2 separate regions of the Mus musculus genome follow, and region 1 is linked to region 2. A link is a contact called in public HiChIP or PLAC-seq data. All regions are on one chromosome and are shown on one strand. Each heading gives the region's core, a stretch centred on a gene start, on an enhancer-like site or on the middle of the called end of the contact. The rest is flanking DNA. Distances are from core to core; before and after follow the strand shown. Region 1 has its middle 110 kb from the start of Hdgfl1. Region 2 has its middle 220 kb from the start of Gm11351.

What was found. HiChIP or PLAC-seq counts read pairs in DNA pulled down with a chosen protein or histone mark.
Region 1: an H3K27ac HiChIP or PLAC-seq map of oligodendrocyte precursor cells shows a contact between it and region 2, with 5 times the contacts expected there. The contact joins two enhancer-like sites. A contact is called at or near these places in 3 of 115 datasets of contacts at active chromatin or transcription factors (astrocytes, oligodendrocyte precursor cells and stem cell-derived neural progenitor cells).

What each region holds. Positions count from the first base shown.
Region 1 is chr13:26,654,442-26,659,745 of GRCm38.p6, reverse strand. No RefSeq gene overlaps it. Among named protein-coding and RNA genes, the nearest start is that of Hdgfl1, 110 kb to the left of the region's middle. Within about 2 kb of position 2,260, at least 44 of the 459 cell types and tissues checked have an H3K27ac peak or open chromatin away from gene starts, as enhancers often do. A contact at or near this core is called in oligodendrocyte precursor cells and stem cell-derived neural progenitor cells, where this site is marked.
Region 2 is chr13:25,748,251-25,754,034 of GRCm38.p6, reverse strand. No RefSeq gene overlaps it. Among named protein-coding and RNA genes, the nearest start is that of Gm11351, 220 kb to the left of the region's middle. Within about 2 kb of position 3,409, at least 33 of the 459 cell types and tissues checked have an H3K27ac peak or open chromatin away from gene starts, as enhancers often do. A contact at or near this core is called in oligodendrocyte precursor cells and stem cell-derived neural progenitor cells, where this site is marked.

The sequences.
Region 1 (5,304 bases), core at 1,011-3,510, 910 kb before region 2:
TTACTAACTGTAAGGTCATGAATAGGTTGAACAATTGGTTCTTTCTTCTAAAGAAAAAAAAATGCCATTTGCTTTGGTTGGTGCTATTTTTTGAAAGAATTAAAAACCCATTTCTCAGCATCCTAACATTCTTGATGTTTTGTGTAATGTAGTGAAATAATTTGTTGAAGTCCTCTGGGGTGGCCTTGTTCTGTCCCGTACTTGCCCTCCTGCATAGCAAATGAGATGACTCGATTCCTTGATAAACACATTACATTTAATGTCATTTCAGTGTTTGGACTCTATACATTTGAGACCTAATCCTGAAGAAGAAGAGCGTTGGAGATGAATGCCAATTTAGATGTATGTTTCAACCCAGGAATATTTTAGTTTCTGAACTTGAGTGTTAGAGGTGTAGACTATGACAGTACCTTTGTTCATAGCTTTCTCAACACAAAATTCTAATGGCTGTTATCCCCCAAGAAATAACCTCAAATTGAAGGAACACTATTTTGATCTAAGTTCACAGGGTATTTTCTGGAGTGGCTCATTTGGCTGAAAGCCAGTAGTATGGTAAATGTGGGTCCTGGGATTAGGGAGACTTGAGCTCAAAACTTCCTGTTCTACCTAACAACTGCTGAGGTTAGCTTTGTATATTCTTTGAGTCCCAGACACTTAATGCTTATATTTAGCATGATAATGTCTACTTCATAGAATTGCTATGAATACTAATTGAGATAAAATTTCTAAAGTACATGACACAAAGTGTTCAATAAATATTAATATATGTAATTAGACAAAGAGCCCTGCTAGGTCTTCAGACCTACTGTTTATTAATTTTCCTCCTCTGATTGCATCTGTATTACAATTATGCATATTTCCTTTTGTTTAACATTTTATTAATATGTATTAAATTTTTTCTTGAATGAAGAAGTTTCTTTTCTTTTTTCTCCAAACATTTTTATTACTTCTTCGAAAATTTCATACCATGTATTTTGATCATATTAACACCCTAAGTCTGCCTCAGCTCCCTTCAGATATACCTACTATTTACACACTGGATATTTCCTACTATCTGGAAAACTTTGTGTCCTAGTGTCCTGATATGCATACATTCATACATACATACATACATACATACATACATACATACATCTCCATCTCTCTCATTGCACTGACTATATACTCCTGGATGTAGGGCCAGCCACGGAAGCATGATGGATCTACTAACGGTCACACCCCTAACAAAACTTTCTTTCTTTCACCAGAAACTGTCCACTATATACAATTCCCCAGTTAAGGATGGAGGAAAGGAACCCTAAGTCTCTGGTCTACAGGACAAATAACACACACACTCACACACACACACACACACACACACACACACACACTACTAGTTTGCATTAATCTATGTTCCTCGTTTTGTAATCTACTTTGAGCAAGATAAACCATAGCCTTACACAACAGAGAGATTCCCAACCTACATTTAACTGAGAAGATCATTGCCTTTTGCTTCTTTGGAAACATACATCATGCCTAAGTGAATTTCTTAATATGAAAATAAATGTTATACTATGATGGCTTCTAAAGAGGAATAGAAATGTGCAACTCATTAAAAAAGTGCACATAGGTACTTATAAACAGACAAAAAAGTTTTTTGGCACATTTCATGGTGCAGACATTAAAAGAAAAAGTCATAAATTATCCTTGAAGTACAACAAATTCATTTTAATGGTAAAGCTTGTATCTATTAGTCACTTCAAAATTTGAAAAAAAAAAACATTACTAGCCCTTTAATAAGATATGTAAGAGAATCACTAAAGAATCAATATGAAATAATAAAGTATGGATGTGCTTCATGTTTCCCATTTTCTAAGCTAAAGAGCGGAGAATGATCCCTTGATCACTTAAAATGTTCAACCTGTTTTTGATGGTATTTATGATCTGTTGGACACACTAAAAGCTTTGTTAATAACCTACCAAAAGTAAGTGACGTCAGTGATTTAGTTCTTTGGTCTAAAACCTGACCAACATCATGTTTTTACTTATCCCTTTGGATACTTAGAAATTATCATGTTAAAAGCACCGAAAAAGATGATTTGTTGCTTGAAATATGTGAGTTGAATGGGAATTTTCTGGGCTTTGTGATCGTGAACCTCACATACAGAGAAGCTAGTGAGTCCTGCCAAAATGTCAATGGAGTAGGGTACAGTGCCAACACCAAGGGCAGAGAGCCCATTTGGGCGCACTAGGAGTATATTACATGTATGGCTTTATCTTTTCTTGGAAACCAGACAGCTCTAGTAGTGTGCTCTTCTGCATAAAATAGTAAATTAGTCACCCAGTGCTACTGAGGTGGTTCATTAATTCCAAGTGTCAGCTTCTCTTTATTTTCACATGGCTGAGAATCAAGTAGTTGCACATCAAATTGTGACTTTTTTCCTGCTTCTCATTTGGCTCAGACCCTTTATCTGTCATTATTTATGTCCTCAAAGGCCTCAGCAAAGCTGCCATCCTTGAGTAACAAAAGATGCTGCTCAGAGTGGCTCAGACTGGGGCTTGTTGCAGCAGATGCTGTTTTATGTTTTGCCAGAGAATAGGTCCTTTTATTTCTGCCTTGAATGCAGCCTTTCTTTCCATTCCTAAAGGTTTTCAAGCATTAAACCTAATCCTTATCTATGCACTGTGGAAGATAGCCCATGCCTTTGCCATCAGAGCCCATACAACATTCACTGTGTGGATAAAGATATGCAAAGAAGTGAAACTCTGGGCTCTTTAGTTCACTGCCTCTGCTCATCTCACTTCTTGAAATGAGAACAAGAACTGAAGTCTTTGCCTGTAGGAATAACTGATCAGAAGTGGAAAATGCCTGAGAAAAGCATTAAAATAAATAAATCAAACTGAGAACAGTTCATCATCAGGTTTGCTATTGAAACATAACCAGAGAAGAAAGGCAGAGACAGAATTAATGGTTTGTAACAAGAATTGCTTTCTTTCAAGGTAATGAGATTGTCTGTTTGAAGATCAGAGGAGTGTCCTAAAATCAGAATATGCCAGGGCAAAGGTGACACCTGGGACCATATGCACCTGTGTGGTTGTGCCTCAGAGAAAAGTTCTCATAACAAAACAGAATTGTCCATAGAAATTGCTTTGATGCTATTTCAATGGTTCTTCTTATCACTATTTGAACTATTTGAAAGCATTGCCCTACTGATCTGATTTTCTTCAATATTACTAGTAATTCCTTACATGAAAATAGGCATAGGGCTAGGCAAGAAATATGAGCTAGGCCAGCAAGACAGGTATGCAGGTAAATGCATTTGCCAAACAAGCATAACAACGTGAATATGATCCCTAGAACATACAGAAAGCTAGATGTGATGATCTATAATTCTAGCACTTTTAGGGCAAAGTGGGTATTGGGAACACAAGATGCTTGGAGAATTATAGACAATCAAGCCTAGAGCATGTAGCATATCAGAAACAAGATGTTCTCTGCAACACTGTGGAGGGAGAGACTTGACTCCTGAAAGTTGTCTTCTAACTCCCGAATGCTCACTACCACTCACATATATCATATACAACATACACACATTTCACCAAGAATAAGAAATTTAAATTTACAAATGTATGGCAACAGCTTTTATTGTGTTCCCTCATATAATGTGAAGTTTGTTGGTTTGTTGGTTTATTGGTCTATTTTCCATGAAACTACTATTCACCTCGTCTTCACTTCAGTTTTTTGTTTTGTTTTTTGTTATTTTGTTGTTGCTGTTGTTTAGGGTTTTTTGTTGTTGCGTTTTGTTTTGTTTTGTTTTGGTTTTTTTTTGCTTTTTTTTTTTGGGGGGGGGGAAAGCCATTTTGCTGACCACCTGTAGGTTTTGGCAAGAGTTAAAGATACTTAAGAAAGGTCACAGATGGCATGAATTTATCTCAGTAGTAACATGAAGGGAAAGGAGGATGAGGAAACACATCTGAGGGGCAAGTATTTTAGTGATTGCCACTACTGTAAACTTACTTCTGTAGTCTCTGTGCCTTATTAAGAGTTATCATCTTTGTTACATTCTGCACAGAGAAGGAGAATCTGGGGAAACTGCAGAGCCACAGTCTATATGGAAAGAAATGATTTCAACCCATGCTGTATTACTATTTTTGACCCATGAGTAGAAATTACCATCTGGAGAATCAGAGATCAACATTAACATGTATCGCTGGCCAAGTCCACAGCAGCTTCTCAGTACCATTTAATTTGGGTGACAACATAGAAGTAGGCTCTGACAGGCAGTAGTTATGGGACATTCATTCACTATACCCATGTCAGTGGTAATAACACTGCAATTCTCCCCAAAATATGGTCCTTTACTATGTTTTGACAGGCATGTTGTTACTGCAAGAGTCTATGTATTATTGGAAATACTCAAACTAGACATGGACATACATATCTACATGGGCTTGGGCTCTAATGGCTATATGCATTGGAAGAAGAATTTAGCAGAGTCAATCATACATATTTGGTGAGTGTTTACACTAGAAAAAGCAGTGGTGTTAAAAACTATGAAAAGGTTGAAAGAACCCTCTAGGAGAGATTCTTATGTTTCAACAGCATGGCTTTGTGTTTATTTTGAATGACTATAGGGACCTGTAAAATTCTAACATAAATTCCAGGTCCTTAATATAGCATTCCAGTATTCTCAACAAATAAGTATTCAGTCCATACTAACACATGGACTGAATTAGGATTTACAAACAAAGCTTTGGAGTAAAGTTTACTTTGTATATAACTGTAGCTTCTTCTATTTAAATATTCTGTAGCCTAGAAGGAGTTGTTAAATTACTTTGGTCTCCATTATTCTGAAGAGCAAAATTGAAATAATTATTTATTTTATAGAAATACTGTATGGTTAAATATGGCAAAATATATATACAGTTATTCTAAAATGCTGATGGCTGATTATGGTAGCAGTAAATCCTGAGAAGAATAAATGTTAATAAAACCCGACTCCCTTGTATTTATTGTTTAGTGTGGAATTGACAGCTGGAAAGAATTTCCCCCTGAGAAATTCTATGTCCTGAGAAAACTAATGATATACATTCCTTTTTTCAGTTAAAAAGTGTGTGTGTGTGTGTGTGTGTGTGTGTGTGTGCACACGTGAGTACCCTGTGCATGTGGGCGCCTATGGAGGCCATAAAGGGAGACTAAAGTTAGGTCCCGTGACCAATGTTTTGTCTGTGGTTTACTTTCCTGTTTGAAAATGTGATTGCTCAGCTTCCTACTATTGCCTAAATGCCTACTGCTTATTATTATGCCTGCCAATGTGCTATGGT
Region 2 (5,784 bases), core at 2,160-4,659:
TAACTGGCATCCCACTGTAGAACACATAGTTAATGCAAGGCTTGTCATGAATCATTATGGATCTCAATCTGGGCTTCAAGTAATCTTCTTTTTAATATTAATTCTAGCATGTCGATTGCTACTCAAATCTCATATCATCTTCCCCTCATCAAGAAGGAGCTGATAATGAGCTCACTGGAGGTAGGTAAGAAGCAAGCCCCCTGTATCTTGGCTTTGACAGTGATTATATGATTTGTTTTATCTCTGACCCTGATATTCTTTAGGATTAAGCCCCTTGCCCATTTCATGAGAATTTAGTTCATTAAAAGAAGATAACAGAACTTAAAATCCAAGTTAATTAGATAATGCAAATTACATTGTATCACACAGCTTTAAGGACCACAGAGTGAAGACTGCAGGAATAGAGCCTTTGTGTAGCAGTGCCCAGTCACCATGCCTCACACACTTCTAATATACACAGTGTGCAACAGGAGGACGATACCAGGGGTGGAAACTCTGAGGGGCAGCCATTTGGTCCTTGTGCCTCACCTACTTATAACAGAGAGAGTGCCCAGCAGACACAGGGCTGTATTATTACAGCAAATCACTTCATATATTATACATACACACATATATATTATGTATATATTGTTTCATAAAAATATTTTTTCATTTATTTGTTTCATAAAAATAAATACAAATAAAAACATTTATGCTTTTCTCAGTCCAGCTTTACAAGTAAGTACTAAACTATCTTCAGACAGACTTAGCATCATCAAAGCCATAATACTCCACGTAATACTTCGTCAGACATTATTATCCTAGTTTTCTTGTTTCACAACCTATGCCGGTTCCTCTCAAAGTATCTTTTAAAACTCAATAAAAGACTGCTGTGCTGGCAGGGTTTATGTCAACCTGACACAGGCTAGATTCATCTGAGAGGTGGGGAAACTCAATTGAGAAAATGCCTCCATAAGACAGGACTGGATGCAAACCTCTAGAGCATTTTCTTACTTAGTGATTGATGTGGGAGAACCTAATCCATTGTGAGTGGGGCACCCCTGGGCTGGTGGTCTTGGGTTCTATAAGAAAAGAGACTGAGCAAGCCATAGAGAGCAAGTCAGTATGCACTCGTCCATGGCCTGTGCATCAGGTCCTGCTTCCTGGCTCCTAGCTTGTTTGAATTCCTGTCTCAACTTTCTTAGATGATGAACAGTGATGAAGTGCATGAGCTGAATAAAATTGTTCTTCCCCAAGTTGCTTTGGCCATGCTTATTTGTCCCAGCCATAGTAACTCTAAGACATCTATATATTTGAAAAGAGAATCTAAATTATGTATTATTAAAGTATAAATTAGAAACCTCATGTGGGCAGGAAACAATAAGCGATACATATGTAGCTGGGTCAGCTGAACTCCCAATTAATGTTTTACTATCACACATAATAAATGGAGATGCTCAAAGGGTAAATTAATATCAGATGGTTTCATTATTTTGAACATTGAAACAATCACATAACAATTACTGGCTGTGTTAGCAAGTGCTTTATACTCAGGGTTCACTTGCCTTGGTTTGGTTTTACCAGTCCTTTTTTTTTTTTAAAGCTCATTTGATTATTTTTATTTTAACTACAAACTTGATTAGTTATTTAGTATCTTCTCCCTTGACCTTTAATCTGAAAGAGAAAAAAATATTGGCTATTTCATCTTACAGAAGAACAATCTAAACTGTCATTGCTCCATCATGATAACTGGCAAGGTAAAGAAACACTGTCTCTACGTGTGCCTGTTATATGTATTACAATATATGTAATATATTATATTATATTGTATTATATATTATATTATATACTCAAACATTCATACACAGAGAAATAAAACAAATATTTTAAAGAAAATATTATTTGAACAATGCACAATCTTTTGGGATTTTCCACATTCTATATGAGTTTTCTCCCACAATATTTTGATTAATGCAAAAATCCCATGTTCCTTAGAATCTTGCCATTACCCATTTAAAGGCAGAAATGCTTGTTTTGCTCTAGTATACACTGGAGAGAAATTCTGGACAATTCGTTTATCTAAAGTGTTTAATTTCAACCTCAGTATTTCAGAGAAGACTAACATTTATGTTATATTTTGATGCAAAGGCAATGTTAATGTCAAAGCCATTTCAAAATAGTTTTAATGAAAAAAAATTAAATCAGGGTGACTTGAGAGAGGCAGATTGCTGGTTACACGGAAGCCTCCTGTTTAGAGTCGTATAATTTTCATCAGTGTCTCAGTCAGTGATGTAGTTTGACATTTGTTCCTCCCACCCCCACCCACAGTCAAACAAAGTGAGGAATACTGCAAATCAAGACTGTGGCAAGCATAGTAACCTCACCTAGATCTTAGCTTCACTGCTGTCTGAGCTGCAGCGTGGAAGGGCTTAACGTGGCTTTCCTTACTTTTATTTACGTCTGAATTTGGAGCCAGATGAAGATAAACCCACAGAACTGAGTGAGACTGAGCTCCCTCATCTATGGATTCTCACACTTCCCCCTAGACGTGTGTAATTACCCTGGCCTGTGGTGCTTATTTGCCAGATTTGGATACAAATGGATATAAAGGTCTTTTCATCTCTCTTGCTTTCTCTCTCTTTTTTTTTCCATCAGTGACGTCTCAAAGCCAAGGCAGGTGTCTGTGGGATTAAACATAATTACAAAGGGAGAGAGAGAGCAGAGATGAAGCTAGAGCGCAATTCCCAGCAGAACAGGCATTTAGGAGCCTGAGCAGGTGCTGTAGGAGGCCTGGTGTATCCAGCTAAATTGAACCATGGTGGTGGGCAAGGGCACACATACTGAAGCCTGGGATGGGGAGGGCACTAGCTGTCTCGGGGACAGACGGGATGCCAGGATGGGCCCCTTCAACTCCATGGCTACTGGAGTGAACAGATTCTGTTTCTCACTACTTCCTTTGTCGGGTGGCAGCAGGAGAAAACAAAGTGCCACTTCTTGCCATTGTGAAGCCACTTGCATAATCCCCTCCCTTTGGCATATCGTCATGAACTAGCAACTGCTCTATTATTAGATGGAAGAGTGGCAGCAGGTGACAGGGTCCTGCAACTTTTCCTTTATATAGCTCTGAGCTCTCTCGTTGGGTTTTAAGTTTTAGATGGCCCTCCTCAGCTAGAGTATTCCCATTGTGAAGAAAATTCTATGATGCCTTTGGGAACTAAACAAATAAAGTGGTTTTCTTTCTTTCTTTGGACACTATGACCCATGACTGACTAGACATTGTGTGTGTGTGTGTGTGTGTGTGTGTGTGTGTGTGTGTGTGTAAGTAATGGACAAAAAGGTCCTTCTTTGGCTCAGACAACACCTGGAGTAGCCAAGGGCTGCCAGCCTCAGAGATCAAACCAGCCTGGGCTCTGGGGTGCCTCCTTTTGCAGACAGAGCCACTGACCCGGGCTGTATCCACAGTGAGGAAGAACTCCCTGCTGAATGGAACTCAGAAGATAATGCTACTCTTTATCTGGTCCCAGTGGAGGGTGTCCAGCCATGAGGAAATGACAAGGACTGGGGGGTACTTTATTCTTCTGTTGCTGCTGTGCATTCTAAACTCAGTGAATGAGGGAGACCTTAAATGCAAATGGGGAACTATATTGCATCTTAAAAGAAAGAAACTCTGTTTTTTTTCAGACCCTAGAAAGAAAGTTTTTGCAGCTGAGTTGGTTTTCCTTACTCTCAGAACTTGCAGGAAAACAAATGTTAGCATTCTATATTAAAATAAAAACCTCATGCAGCAGTTACTTTCCAGTATCAGGGATACCACCCATCGCATACTTGTGCATCCCAGCATATAATATTTCTATGACAGGATTCCACTTTAATATAGTGCGTACTATTAAGTAGGACTGGTGAAGTGATTGGCATTTCGATATAGGTAAATATAAAGAGAGTCTATGGTGAAGTTACACATTTCATACAAGGATCTGGCAGAAACTCTACTTGTGTATCATCAGTTAATTTGTAAAGAACCTGGGTGCAAACCCTGTTGCTACTCAAAGCTCAACAACATCTTATGACATATATTGATGAGCAAATATGTTTAAAAAGCTAGAATGAAGCCTTAAAATGGTCTCATGAGGATTATGGAAACAGCTTAGCAGGGAATGTGCTTGCTGAATAAGCATGGGAACTAGGTTTTTGATTCCCAGCATCCCTAGGCAGGGTGACATGGACCAGAGAACCCAGAGGTGGACATTCGTGTCCTGGTGATTCACTAACTTCCTAAAATGCAGAGCTCTATACTCAGTGCTACTCTCCATCCCAACATGTAAGGTCAACAGGCAGTTGAAAGAGACATCTGGATGTCTACCTCTAGCTTCCAAACAAGCCTCCACGAGTGAGAGCAACCCCCCACCCCCTACCCCATACATACCCACGTGCAATGAGCTCATTGCTAATATATGAATATATGAAAATAGGTCAGGGCATGCCAAAGAACACACAAATAATTGGATACAGAAGGACATGCAAGTGTGCATGTGTGTATATGTATGCATGTGAGATATATATATAAAATCTTTAATTCACATGACATTAATAATGGGATGTGAATCTGTTGCAAGGGAAATGAATATCACAAAAGATTATTAAGCTGGAAATTTTGAGTAAAAGGCAAATATGGTATGGATTGTATTGGGTACGACATATGGCATACCTTTGTCAAATACATTTAAAGGGACTATGTTAAATTGGAAGGGAGATTATGGTCTGTCATCCTGGAAGACAAGGAACCATGTGATGGGATGCTTTTCTCTCCACTGATGAGTGAGATGCAGAAAGAACATTAGACAAGATTAGGCTGCTCTTTCATGTGGGCTCAAGTCTTGGAGTGAAACAAAACCATGACAGCCATGACATCAAGCACTAAACTAAAACATTTCTTTCAGATACATGTTACGAAAGTTCTAATTCTTTATTTTATAAACATACTATGTGTATTTTTAGCTATTTCCTCAATACTGAAATACACCCTTTTGGAGGGAAGCAGAAGGTTCATAAAGGCCTTCTTGCTCTGAAACTTTACAAGGCTGAGGAAGCTCAGAAAGGGACCAGATTTGCAGGACACTTCCCTAAGGCAGTAAAAGCAGTTGCTGGGAAGAGGAGACTGTCCCACTACAGGAGTTCCAGGGAGGCATCTTTCATGAATCATCCTCTCCCGTGCTGGAGTGAACTTTTTGGTGATACAGCTGCCTTTGAGTCACACATCCTCCTGTTAGGGAACTCCAATAAACTGCTGGTTCACCAAACTAGACTTGGGTGGAATGGTTTCTTTAATGTGTCATCGAAGACCTATCTGGGATCAGAACAAGTTCATTCGGGTCTCTACTGGCAGCAACATATACAGACTAACCTTTATAAGGACAAGATATATGTTCATCATTGTATAGGGACAGCACATAAAACCACAGGGAAGCCTAAGAAAATGGACATGTGTTTAGTGACAATCAGTTGCAATCCACAGAGTTTGTTGGGTACTATTTACCTAGTAAAAGTTGGAGCCAGAAAACAAGTTGTTCTCTGCAGCCCATATATTTTCCTTATTTCACAGCATTGCATTGTCTGTATTGTCTCTGAAGGTAGCATACAGCCCTTCATATCTGCCCCCACATCATTCTCATTTGTATCTACCTTAATTTATTTTTAAGTTTCTTTATTCCCTATTTTAGAATGTTGATTTTTTTTAATCTCCATATTTCCACAAATTCAATTTACCACTCCATCTCTCCAGGTATCCTTTCAGGATAGAACTGAGAC